Regions from separate parts of the Triticum aestivum genome. Here region 1 is linked to region 2. A link is a contact called in public Hi-C data. All regions are on one chromosome and are shown on one strand. Each heading gives the region's core, a stretch centred on a gene start, on an enhancer-like site or on the middle of the called end of the contact. The rest is flanking DNA. Distances are from core to core; before and after follow the strand shown.

Region 1 (6,074 bases), core at 1,532-4,031, 73 kb after region 2:
GCGTGGCAAGGCCCGACGAACTCATCGGTAGGCGCGGGTGCGCGGGAGATGGCGGAGCTCGACGGCGGCGGACACCGACGATATCGTCCTTCAGCGAGGGCGTGGAGAACCGCCGGCGGCGTCGTCTCCGGGGAAGGCGTGGAGGAGCGCCGGTGGCGTCGTCTCCGGCGAGGGTGTGGAGGAGCGCAGGCGGCGGCGTCCTTCGGTGAGGGCGGTGGCGGCGTCGGGAAGAAGATGAGAGGTGGCGGCGTCGGGAAGAAGATGAGAGGTGGCGACGAGATAGACGGGAGACGATGGGGTCGATGGCGAGGCGAACTAAATTGCATCGTGGGTGCAGGCGAAAGGCACGGACGAGCCTGCACGAAAGAAACGCACCGATCCTGTGTTCCGCTCAGCCTGGCTGAGAGCCCCTTTTTGCATCGACTGGGCCAGGCTGAGTAGGCCATGCGGTCAATCAAACATGGGCTATTTTGCATGCGAGCTGCGAGCCACTAAACCAAACACGCCTCATGTGTACGATACGTTAAATGACCATGTTGCCCTTTATACGTTTTGTGAGGGGGGTTGTACTGAAGCGGGCCTCAAAAAATTATAATCTAAGCCCTCTAACAAAAATTTCCTTCAAAGCTGGGGGATTGGGGGGGGGGGGGGGGGGGGGGGGGGCAGCGCCCCCTGGCCTCAACATAGCTCCGCTGCTATCTACCTTTCTATGTACTCCCTTCTTGAAGAGGGATTCGTTGGCAGCTTACACTCGGGCGATACCATATGTGGTGCTGTTGCTAGTGGCACCGCCACCGAAGAGCTCTTGGTCCGAATGAAGGAGGACACACCGGGCGATCAGGTCATTAAAGAATACGTTGTCAAACCTGTATGGTCCTTGCAGCTCCAGCGGCGCAAGGTTGCTGTCGCCGCCCGTCCAAGGGCAGATGCCGGCGCGGAGCTACGAGGCGAACGTCATGTCTACGCCCGTGTCGTTGTAGATATGCGTACGAAACTTGGAGCATTGGGCGAACCCGACCGTGTGCGCCCCGGACGTCGCGGTGAGGTCGCGGGTGTCGAGGCCCTTGGCTCTGAACGACGAGAGGAGGATGAGGAGTGACGACAGAGGGCTTGGAAGGTTAATGTTCAGGCTCACCATGAGAGAGTCTCTGTGACGTCCGGATAATTAAGCTACAGTAATCTCCTGCTAATGATGCCAAGTCATCATTCTTACTCTTGCTAATCCTCACTTGATCCGAAGCATAATTCAAATTCAATTCAGATTAAAGTCTAAAATTCAAGTTTGTCAAACATGCAAAATAAAATGTGCAAACTGTGGCAAATATGTCATAAGTATTATTGGTGAAGAATCCAAATTTTAATAAAAGGTGTAAGTGTTCCAAAGTGAATAAAACAATAGCTAAAACAATTAATTAAATGCCTTTTAAATAATAAAATTATTCAAAGTGTTTTCTCGTTGCGCCAAACTTTTTATGGCAGCGGAATATTTAGTAACACTAATTTAGGTGGTGTTTAGGTATTTTCTAAAGCTAAAATAAATAGAAAGTAAAATAGGAAAACCAATATGCGGAAAATAATAAAAGGGGAAGTAAAACAAAACAAATCGGCCTTCCCCCTGGGCCTTGACCCACTAAGCCACCAGGCCGGCCCACCTATCCCACCATCCCGCTCCTTCCTGTTCATGGGAGGTGGTGGCATGCATCCGACCACCATGGCCATGGTTGTGGGTGCGTGGCGGCCATCCCGCGTCTCTGCGCCGATTCCCCGCGCGTATAAGAACGCTCCAGCCTCGTTGATGAACCCTAGATCCCCATTTGCCCCTCTCCCTGCTCTCTCTCGCTCGATCTCCTCCTCTGTTTGATGAGGAGAGCTGCCATCGCCGCCAACTCATCGATCCCACGGCCACCGGCCTCCTCGTCGCCGGCTAGCATGTCCAGGAGCCTCCCTGCGGTCGTCTCCTTCGACTACACCGAAGAACCCGTGCCGGGACGCCCCGCAGCCTCGCCATCGCCTTGTCTTCCCCGACTACGGCCGCCGCCTCCCGTGGATGACTTCGTCGCCGGCACCGCATCCCCGACCACCCCGTGCGTCTCCTCGTCACCGCTGTGAGCAGACACTTGTTTCCCCTATTTCCCCCTTCAAATCCGTTTTGTAGCGGCCGCCACCATCGCGCCCGAGCTCGCGCTCGTCACGCCATTACCCGTGCTTCTGCCGCGTACTGCTACTCCGCCCGGCGCTGCCGCTGCCGCCCCTTACTGCTGCTGCCATTGCTCTGCCTTGCTGCTTACTGCTGCTGCAGTCGCGCCCGCCTGCATCACCCCCGGTGCTCCTTGCCGAGGCCATCCCGGTCGGAGCTCCGCCCTTAGCCGCCGCTGGCGCTGCTTATTCTGCTGCCGCGAGCCCCGCCTTGCGCCGCCCGCCGTGGCTGCCTCGATGCGTCGCCAACACCTGGCCGCTTCTGCCCGTGGCCTCGCCTTGCTCCCAGTCCCATGCGCTGGGCGCTTGCCGCCGGCGCTCCTCTGCGAGCGACCGTCAGCCTCGATTTGGGGCTGGCCTGCCTAATTGGGGATTAGCCCCTGTAATTAGATAGATGGCCTAATGATAGGTGGCCCCCACCGCGCCACTATTAGTTAATTAACTAATAACTATTAAGTTTATAGACACTGACAGCTCGGCTCCACGAATTAATTAGATTAATTTAAATCAGTTAACAGTTCAGTCAATGACATATGGGTCCCACATGGGCCTTTGACCAGTCAACTGCTGACCAGTCAACTACTGACTTGGCAGTTGACTGGGCCCTCTGTCAGCCCCACAGCCATGGGCTGGGTGTACTTTTGGGTACACTTAGCATTTCTGACCTATTTTCGAAATATTAAAATAATTTTAGAATATTGTTAAAACTTTGAAAAATCGTAGAAAATAATCCGTAACTCGGATGAAAAAGTTTTATACATGAAAGTTGCTCAGAACGACGAGACGAATCCGAATACGCAGTACGTTCGTCTGTCACGCGTTCCTGGCTATGTGCTTAAAATCTTGAAGTTATGCTTGTTTTGCCTTCCTATGCTAGTTGATTATTGTTCCCATAAGTTGTTTGCTCACAAAATCCCTAGGCACAGGAAGTGGGTTAGACTTAAATGTGCTAGTCATATGATTCATGATGCTCCCATTATGTTTCAATTCTTATCTTTTATGAGAGCATCATTGAAATCATCATGCCTAGCTAAAAATGCATTAAAGAAAAGCGCTTGTTGGGAGACAACCCAATATTTACCCTTACTGTTTTTGTGTGTTCACATGGTTATGCTACTGTAGTGATCATGTTTTATAGCTTTTGTTTCAATAAAGTGCCAAGTAGAACTTTAAAGATGGCTTACGGTAATAGTTGATTTGATCTTGCTAAAAAACAGAAACTTTTGCATGCACGAAAATAATTTTCATAAATCACAGGAACGTAATTTTCAGTTTATTATTTTTGAAGAAGATTAATTTTTTTTCTTAGGACTTCCTAATTTCTCAGAATTTTTGGAGTTACATAAGTATTCGAGAGTTACAGATTACTACACACAGTTCGGTTTTTGACAGATTCTGTTTACTATGTGTTGTTTGCTTATTTTGATGAATCTATGAGTAGTATCGGAGGGATAAACCATAGAGAAGTTGGAATGCAGTATATAGTACACCAATATGAATTTATAATGAGTTCACAACAATACCAAAAGTGGTGATTTATTTTCTTATACTAACGGAGCTCATAAAATTTTCTGTTGAGTTTTGTGATTTGAAGTTTTCAAGTTTTAGGTAAGGATTCGATGGACTATGAAATAAGGAGTGGCAAGAGCCTAAGCTTGGGGATGACAAAGGCACCCAAGGTAATATTCAAGGACAACCAAGAGCCTAAGCTTGGGGATGCCCCGGATGGCATCCCCTCTTTCGTCTTCGTTCATCGGTAAATTTACTTGGAGCTACATTTTTATTCACCACATGATATGTGTTTTGCTTGGAGCGTCATTTTTTTATTAGGATTTTCTTGCTGTTATTTAGAATAATGTTTTGCATCTTTCTTTTCAATAAAAATGTCAAGGATAGCCTTTACCATGCTTATTTTGCAAGTATACATGTTGCTGTTTCAAAACAGAAAGTTTACCGCTGTTACAAAAATTCCCTAGAAAAGTCAGAATATGATAAAATGTTGAAACATTTTGCATATTGAGCTCTGATAAATTTTCTACAGTGTGGTAAATTTTCATAATTTTTGGAGTTAGGGAAGTATGATGAATCGTGCATTCTTTACAAACCGTACTGTTTTGGCAGATTGCTGTTATGTTTGCATTATTTGCATATGTTTGCTTATTTAATGATCCTATTCAAGGATAGGAGTATTAAATATGCAGAGGCATTTAGTATGCAATATGGAATAATAATTTTTGTGATTTGCTACAGTAGAGAATGATAAGGTTTTTGCATTGGTTTATACTAACTTATTTCACGAGTTCTTGTTGAGTTTTGTGTGGATGAAGTTTTTGAGATTTAGGGAAACCGAGATATAAAAGGAATTAAGGAGACACAAAAGTTCAAGCTTGGGGATGCCCAAGGCACCCCAAGATAATATTTCAAGAAGTCTCAAGCATCTAAGCTTGGGGATGCCCCGGTAGGCATCCCACCTTTCTTCTTCAACAATTATCGGTTAGTATTGGTTGAGCCTAAGTTTTTGCTTCTTCACATGAGTTGTGCTATCCTTGCAATGCCATTTTATTTTATTTTGCTTGTTGTTTGATAAAGCACTTAATATCTAAAATACTTAAATGAGAGAGAGTCCTCACATAGCTAAATAATTATTTGACTACTCATTGATCTTCACTTATATCTTTTTAGAGTAGTTTGTCATTTACTCATGTGCTTCACTTATATCCTATGAGTAAATGGTTGAATGAGTTGAATATCATAAATGTGAAATTATATATGTTTCATATGCTTATCCCATGGGGAGTAATGACTTCACATATAAGAAGTAGAGGTGGTAAATTTATTGAAGGTTAGCAAACATTGTATTGGTCACTTGAACAATTCATGAAAGAATATTGAAGGAAGAGAGATTTCACATATAAATATACTATCTTGGACATCTTCTCTGATTGTGAGCCCCATTAATTATTTTCAAACCTGAGCAAATTAGTTGAAGTTGGACAAGGAATACAACATAATGAGTTATGCTTGGGTATATTTGTATAGAAGTTATATTGTTATGGATCCTCTAACATGTGGTGCTTGCTATTTAGAATCCTTTGCTAGCCAAAATATCTGTACTAAGCGGGAATACTGCTTGTGCATCCAAATTCCTTGAACCAAGTTTCTTCCATGTGTGTCCACCATATCTACCTATATGCGGCATTTACCTGCCGTTCCAAGTAAATTTGCATGTGCCAAACTCTAAACCTTCAAATAATAATCTGTTTTGTATGCCCGAATCGCTCATGTAGTGACTAGGGGCTGTCAGTATCTTCCATGCTAGGTGGGTTATTCTCACGATGAGTGGACTCCGCTCATCATTCACGAGAAAATGACTAGTAACTGGGATGCCCAGTCCTATGATCAAAAGATCAAAAACAAAATCGCAAATAATTTAAACAAAACTCCCCCAGGATTGTTGATAGTTGGACGGCACCCATTGTTCCGGACAAGCCGTGGAGTGTGATTGTTGGTGGAGGGGGAGTAAAATCTTTACCTTTCTGTTTGGGAACCGCCTATAATGTATCTAGTATGGAAGATATTGGGAACTCTTGGTCGTTATGTTGACAATGAAAGCATACCTCTCAAAATTATTTTCATCTCTGTTTTAAAGCTTCGAGCTCTGGCACCTCTGCAAATCCCTGCTTCCCTCCGCGAAGGGCCTATCTTTTACTTTTATGCAAGAGTCAGTAGTATTCCTTCTCATTCCAACCTACTTTTTGGTTGGCAAGCTCATGTGATGGGGAAAGATCTAAGCATATATGGCCATTCAAATATATTTGATCATGAATTATTATTGTTGACAATTATGTATATGATAAATAAGTTGGGAGGCGAAACAT
Region 2 (5,759 bases), core at 1,293-3,792:
ACAAAATCAAATTGAAAGTCACCACGAATTTGGTACAGGTAGAAAAGGGATATAGACACTCTGGAAAATAAATAAAACAAGTAAGCAATCATCATAGTGAGCAAAAATATTTATGGTAATAATATGCAAGTAGCTACAACAAGCAGAGGAAAGACATCACCATTGGATATCAACAAAAGCAGGATAAACAGGTAAAAATAACTGATAGTGAAACATTCATACCTTTCTGTGGCTGTCGCAGTTAGAGCAACGAAGGGAACACCCAAAAGGTGCTCACGCAATAAATGCAGCTGCTTGTACTCCGGCCTGCATACAACAGAGAGAATTACAATCAGTAATAAGAGAGAGAATTGCAATGAAGAAAAGAAGCTATAAGTAATAAGTACTAGACTGACTGGTTGCTAAGTTTGATTGCAGAATTTAAGGTTGAGAGAAACCGAGCGAGAATTGATGGGTGATATGAACTGACAGCTTTTACATTTGACATCAGCACACACAGAATTTTTGAAATACATGCATAACACATATTAAAAATTTAAATGAAAGTAAATTATCAGCCCTTTTGCTGAATAAATAATTCACACAATAGAAGAACAAATGACCTGAAATCATGACCCCATTCCGATATGCAATGCGCTTCATCAATGGCGAACAAGCAGATTCCGGAAGCTTGCAAGTTACTCCAGAACCTGGATAGACGATTGAAAACTGTAAATCAACAGACCCACCGCCATATTATTAAATTCTACAAGGGACCAAAAAAGACACATGAGCAGTAATTTGCAGCTTCGTATGTGTGTGCCTTCCAGCTCAGCCAAATAATTGACAATTATAGTTTTGTAAGTGCTGCAAACTATAAGTCAATAACGACCATAATCTGCTTTTATATCACAGGATTTTCACCTTGAAGGAAGTGCAATAGCTTTCTCAGGGGTCATGTACAGAACATCATACATGCCTTTTTCAGCCTCACTGCTAACAGAGCTATTCATTTGGGTGCTGCCAAGATACTCAGATCTCACACCATGTTGTTTTAAACTCATGACCTGTTTGAAGTAAATGAAACCCACAATAAAAGCTTTCATGTCAAAGCAAACCCAGAATGAGGAAAGCACCAAAAAATGTTATACTGTATCTAGCAATCATACCTGATCTTGCATCAGTGACAGAAGAGGGCTGACAACAACAGCTGTCTTCTTTGCAACCAGTGGAGGGATTTGATAGCTGCCATGAAAAGAATTACCATGAGAAAATTAAGTTTCCAACATACAAGGGGAAGTAATAACATCAAAATTTTAAACAGATGCATATTTCTTTTACTTCCGATGGCCGGCAAAACACATTTTCAGGTCCTTAACTAAAAAAATCAGAAACTTCAATAATTTTTATTTGACACGATGACAACCGCACTGCCGAGTTTCAAGAAAGAACCACCCTCACCCATTTCACAAAAAAAAAGGTTAACAAACAATTGTGCCAATAGTAACATCCACTATATATATCTGTGTATAAACAAACAAAAATCTTCCCCAGCAGTTCCCTGCTGGGTACATACAATCGACAAGCTAGCAGTCGCCATAACAGAGATGAGATGCTTATACATGACTGCCCGTTTATCAAAGTTACAAAAATGTCACCAAAATGTGAAACAATAGCACATACACTTTGCAATCTCTGACCATCAACCAATTCCACTGGTACAAAACATAAACATAACGTTTTCTAATCATGCTCTGCAAAGCTCTCTTAGCCTCACACTGAACCGATGACATGTTGCAATACTAGATGAGTTTGGATACTCCGTTGAAGATGATTTAACCACTTCATAGCTTACAGGTTCCCAACATTTATCACCAAAATGACTGACATTTTTCTCCCAAAAACAGTAATGCAGATCAGACTGTCCAAAGCAACTTTTAGTAATGCAATCAGCAGAGCATAAAGCAGAGCACTGCCAAGAAATGCAGCACAACTAATTTATCATCTACCAAATGCAGCGCCCAAACCTAGATTCAGCCACTGCAGTGCTCAGCCTGCAGATCCACCGAACTCCACACACCAAACAAACAAACAAAAAAACAGCACCTAGCGCCATCCTCCATAACCGCAACCAAGCAAAATGGAGCGCGCGAGCAGAGCAGGCGCGGGGTTTGTTCACTTACCACATGGACTTGCCGCTGCCGGTGGCCATGACGACCAGGCAGTCCCGCCCTTGCATGATCGTATCGACGATCTCCCGCTGGTACGGCCTGAACCCCGTGTACCCGAAGTACCTCTGCGACCAGAAAAATAAAAAAGCCCCGGATTAGAATGGCGCGCCTCGGTGCCTAGGGTTTAGGCGCCGGCTAGGGTTTAGGGGGGAGCGGGCGGGGAGGGTACCTTCAGGGCCGCCTCCATTGTGGCGCCGGAGCGTCGGGCTCCGCGGGGGGAGATTGAACCGGACGGCTGCGGTAGGGTTGGATTGGGGAAGGAAGGGAGCGGGGCGAGGGGATTGGAATGGAACGGACGGGTGGTGGTGGGCGGCGAGGTGGGGGTTTGGGGGAAGGGGTTTTGGTTTGCGGCGCTCTTTTATCTGCGTTCCCGCCAATTCGCCTTTTTTTTTTAGGTCTCGTGGACTTTAGCGGGCCTGGTGTAGCTGGTCTTTTGGGCCGGCAGGGTCTCGGCGAAAGTATGCATGGTCATGTAGCACATGGAGTTGGAATTCCCTATTTCACGCTCACTGCGTCAAAGTGTCGGCCAAACGCACAGGGGCGCGATTGATTGGGCAGGCCCATCTACACATGCACGTATAGCTGGCAGTTCCGGTTTTTGGAACCTTCCAGAAGATTCCTAGCCGGTTTTCTGGGTTCTGGGATCCTTCTAGAAGGTTCCTGAACCGGCTTATTTTCCTTTTTTTTATTCTTCTTTTCTTCCTTCTTTCTCTTTTTTCATTTTTCTGTTTCCTTTCTCTTTTCCTCATTTTTGTTTCTTTTAATTGTATAAATAAATTCAAAATTGTTCCAAATATTTGATTGTTTTTTAATTTTCAATTTTCCTTCAGTATTTTAAAAAAAATCTTTTTATACAAACGTTCAAAATTTGTTCTGCATTTGAAAAGTTGTACCAATTTTCAAATTTACTCAAATATATAAAATGTATGCCTTTTCAAAAAATGTTCAGGAATTTATTTTTTTCGTGCTATACAAAAAAATGTTTGAAGTTATCAAAAAATGTTACCATTTTCAATATTTTGTCCAGATATACAAAAAAGCTTCGGGATTTTAAAATTGTTCTCGGGTTCAAAATTTTGTTCTTCATGTCAAAAGTTGTACTTGTTTTCAAAATATGTTCATCAATTTAAAAATGTTTGTGTTCTCCAAAAATGTTCTGGAATTTGAAATTTTGTTCGTGTTTTACAAAAAATGTTTCCATTCTCCATTTTTTGTTCATGTACACAAAATATCTTCAGGATTTGAAAATTGTTCTCAGGTTCCAAATTTTGTTCTGCATTTCAAGAGTTGTATCTGTTTTCCAAATGTGTTCACCAATTTAAAAGTGTTTGCATTTTACAAAAATCTTCTAAAATTTGAAAATTTGATTGTGCTTTTAAAAAAAAATCATTTTCAATATTTTTTTCACATATACAAAAAGGCTTCAGGATTTTTAATTTGCTCTATAATTCAAAAAAATTCTGTAATTCAAAAGTTGTACCTCTTTTCAAAATATGTTCACCAATTAAAAATGTTTGTGTTTTCCTAAAATGTTCTGGAATTTGAAAGTTTGTTCGTGTTTTACAAAAAAAAATCAGTTTCAATTTTTTGCTCACATAGACAAAAAAACTTCAAGATTTTAAAATTATTCTAAGGTTCAAAATTTTGCTCTGAATTTTGAAAGTTGTACCTGTTTTCAAAATATGTTCACCAATTTAAAAATGTTTGCGTTTTCCAAAAATATTCTGAAATTTGAAAAATTTGTTCATGCTTTACAAAAAATGTTTCCATTTTCAGTTTTTTTCACATACACGAAAAATCTTCAGGATTTTCAAATTGTTCTATAATTCGAAATTTTGTTCGGTAATTTCAAAAAAAGTGTTTGCAGTTTTAAGTAATGCTCAATTTACGTCGGTATGTTTAGTTCATTTGACTTCGAGCCAAACATGTGGCACGAAGGCTTAGCTGGTGTGGTGGCTAGCAAAACCCTTGCACAGGCGTGAGTGTTGTAGTTCGAGTTCCATCTCGAGCGTAGTTTTCTTTTTACGAATTTTTGCTCGCGCGAGTTCAATCCTAACGGGCCGGCCCAGTCGCGCGAATCCTGTGCTAAAGGATGACTTTTTGACGCAGAATGCGTCAAACAGGTGCTCCCCATGGAGTTTGCCTCATTGCCTAAAAAAACATGGAGTTTGCCTCAAAAAAATGTAGCACATGGAGTAACCCTCAAAAAGAACGTACCACATAGAGTTGTGTCTCACTTATTGCGAGACCTTTTTTAGACAAAGAGCGCAGTTTATTCCGTCGTATGAAAGTTTACAGGGATACAAACGTTTTCAAGGGAGAGTGAACCAGATATGTCGTCCCACAGCTAGCAAGTCTATGTGCCTCTCCATTGCTATTGCCCTGTTCAAACTTGAAAGTCAATGACGCAAACGAAGCACTTCGCTTCTTGATCCCTTGGGTTATCATGCAATGTCCACCCATATTCTTTGCAGCTTTGAGTTCCCGAACGGCTCTCTGACAGTCCGATGAAATTTGCGTCCTCATGTGAAGGGGAGCCCCAGATGGGCCGACCCAGGCGCATGCGAGGCCAAAGCCTCATTTTTCCCTATTTTTTCACCTTTTTTGTTTTCTTTTTTTTTTCTTTTTACCTTTTTATACTTTAAAATATTATAAATTTATATACTACAAAAACAACTCTATATATTTTTCTGAAAAATGTTAACCAAGCATTTGAAAAAATTTAAATGTGTATAGAGAGAAAATGTTTATCAAATATACGAAAAATGTACACTAAAAATACAATGTTTATGAAATCTTTGACCACGTATTTTGAAAGAGCAATTAGAAAATGTTGAACATTTTTGGAAAATGTTTAATCAAGTATTCGAAAAATGCTAAATGTGTACATAAAAATGTTGACCATGTATTAAAAAATGATCAAAACTGATAATTTTTATGGAAAAGCTAATCAAGCATTTAAAAAAATGAACAGCTATTTGAAAATGCTAAACGTCTATATAAAAATGTTGACAGTGTATTTAAAAATGATGAAAAAATTGATCATTTATATAAAAAAAATAGTCAACCACTTGAAGAAAATATTGAACAAGTATTTAAAAAATGTTAATCAAACATCTCACAAATGTTAAATGTGTATAGAAAAAATCTTGACCATGTATTAAAAATGATGAATAAATTTGATCATGTATATAAATATGTTAATGAAGCATTTAAAAAATGTTGTGTAAGTATTTGAAAAAAATATTAAATATGAATAAAATTTTGGTTGACCATTTTTATTCAAAAAAAATTAACTTATATTTGAAAATTTCTAAATGCGTATTAGAAAAATGTATTAGATATATATCAAAAATGAGTAAAGAAAAATGAAAACCCGAGGGAGAACAAAATAAAAACAAGAAGAAAAAGCAAACAAAACTGGAGAAAAAGGAGAGAAAAGAAAAAAAAGTCATAAAAATCAAGAAAGAGACCCGAAGAAAACAAAGTAAAAAAAGAAAGAACATAAAAAAACCAGAAAAACAGAGAAACAAACAAACAAAAACCGGT

What was found. Hi-C and Micro-C count contacts between places; a contact is called where the count stands out from the background.
Region 1: a contact with region 2 is called in a Hi-C map of leaf, with 2.3 times the contacts expected there. The contact joins the enhancer-like site here to the promoter of LOC123043668 in region 2. A contact is called at or near these places in 2 of 5 Hi-C or Micro-C datasets (both in leaf).

Annotation. Positions count from the first base shown.
Region 1 is chr2B:95,874,635-95,880,708 of IWGSC CS RefSeq v2.1, forward strand. No RefSeq gene overlaps it. Among protein-coding and RNA genes, the nearest start is that of LOC123043669, 27 kb to the left of the region's middle. Within about 2 kb of position 2,782, at least 7 of the 8 cell types and tissues checked have an H3K27ac peak or open chromatin away from gene starts, as enhancers often do. A contact at or near this core is called in leaf, where this site is marked.
Region 2 is chr2B:95,801,629-95,807,387 of IWGSC CS RefSeq v2.1, forward strand. It overlaps LOC123043668 (ATP-dependent DNA helicase RecQ), which reads right to left and starts at 2,543. Exons shown (of 20, transcript XM_044466188.1): 1 at 2,380-2,543; 2 at 2,163-2,275; 3 at 1,149-1,224; 4 at 904-1,046; 5 at 603-689; 6 at 223-306. The coding sequence starts at 2,397.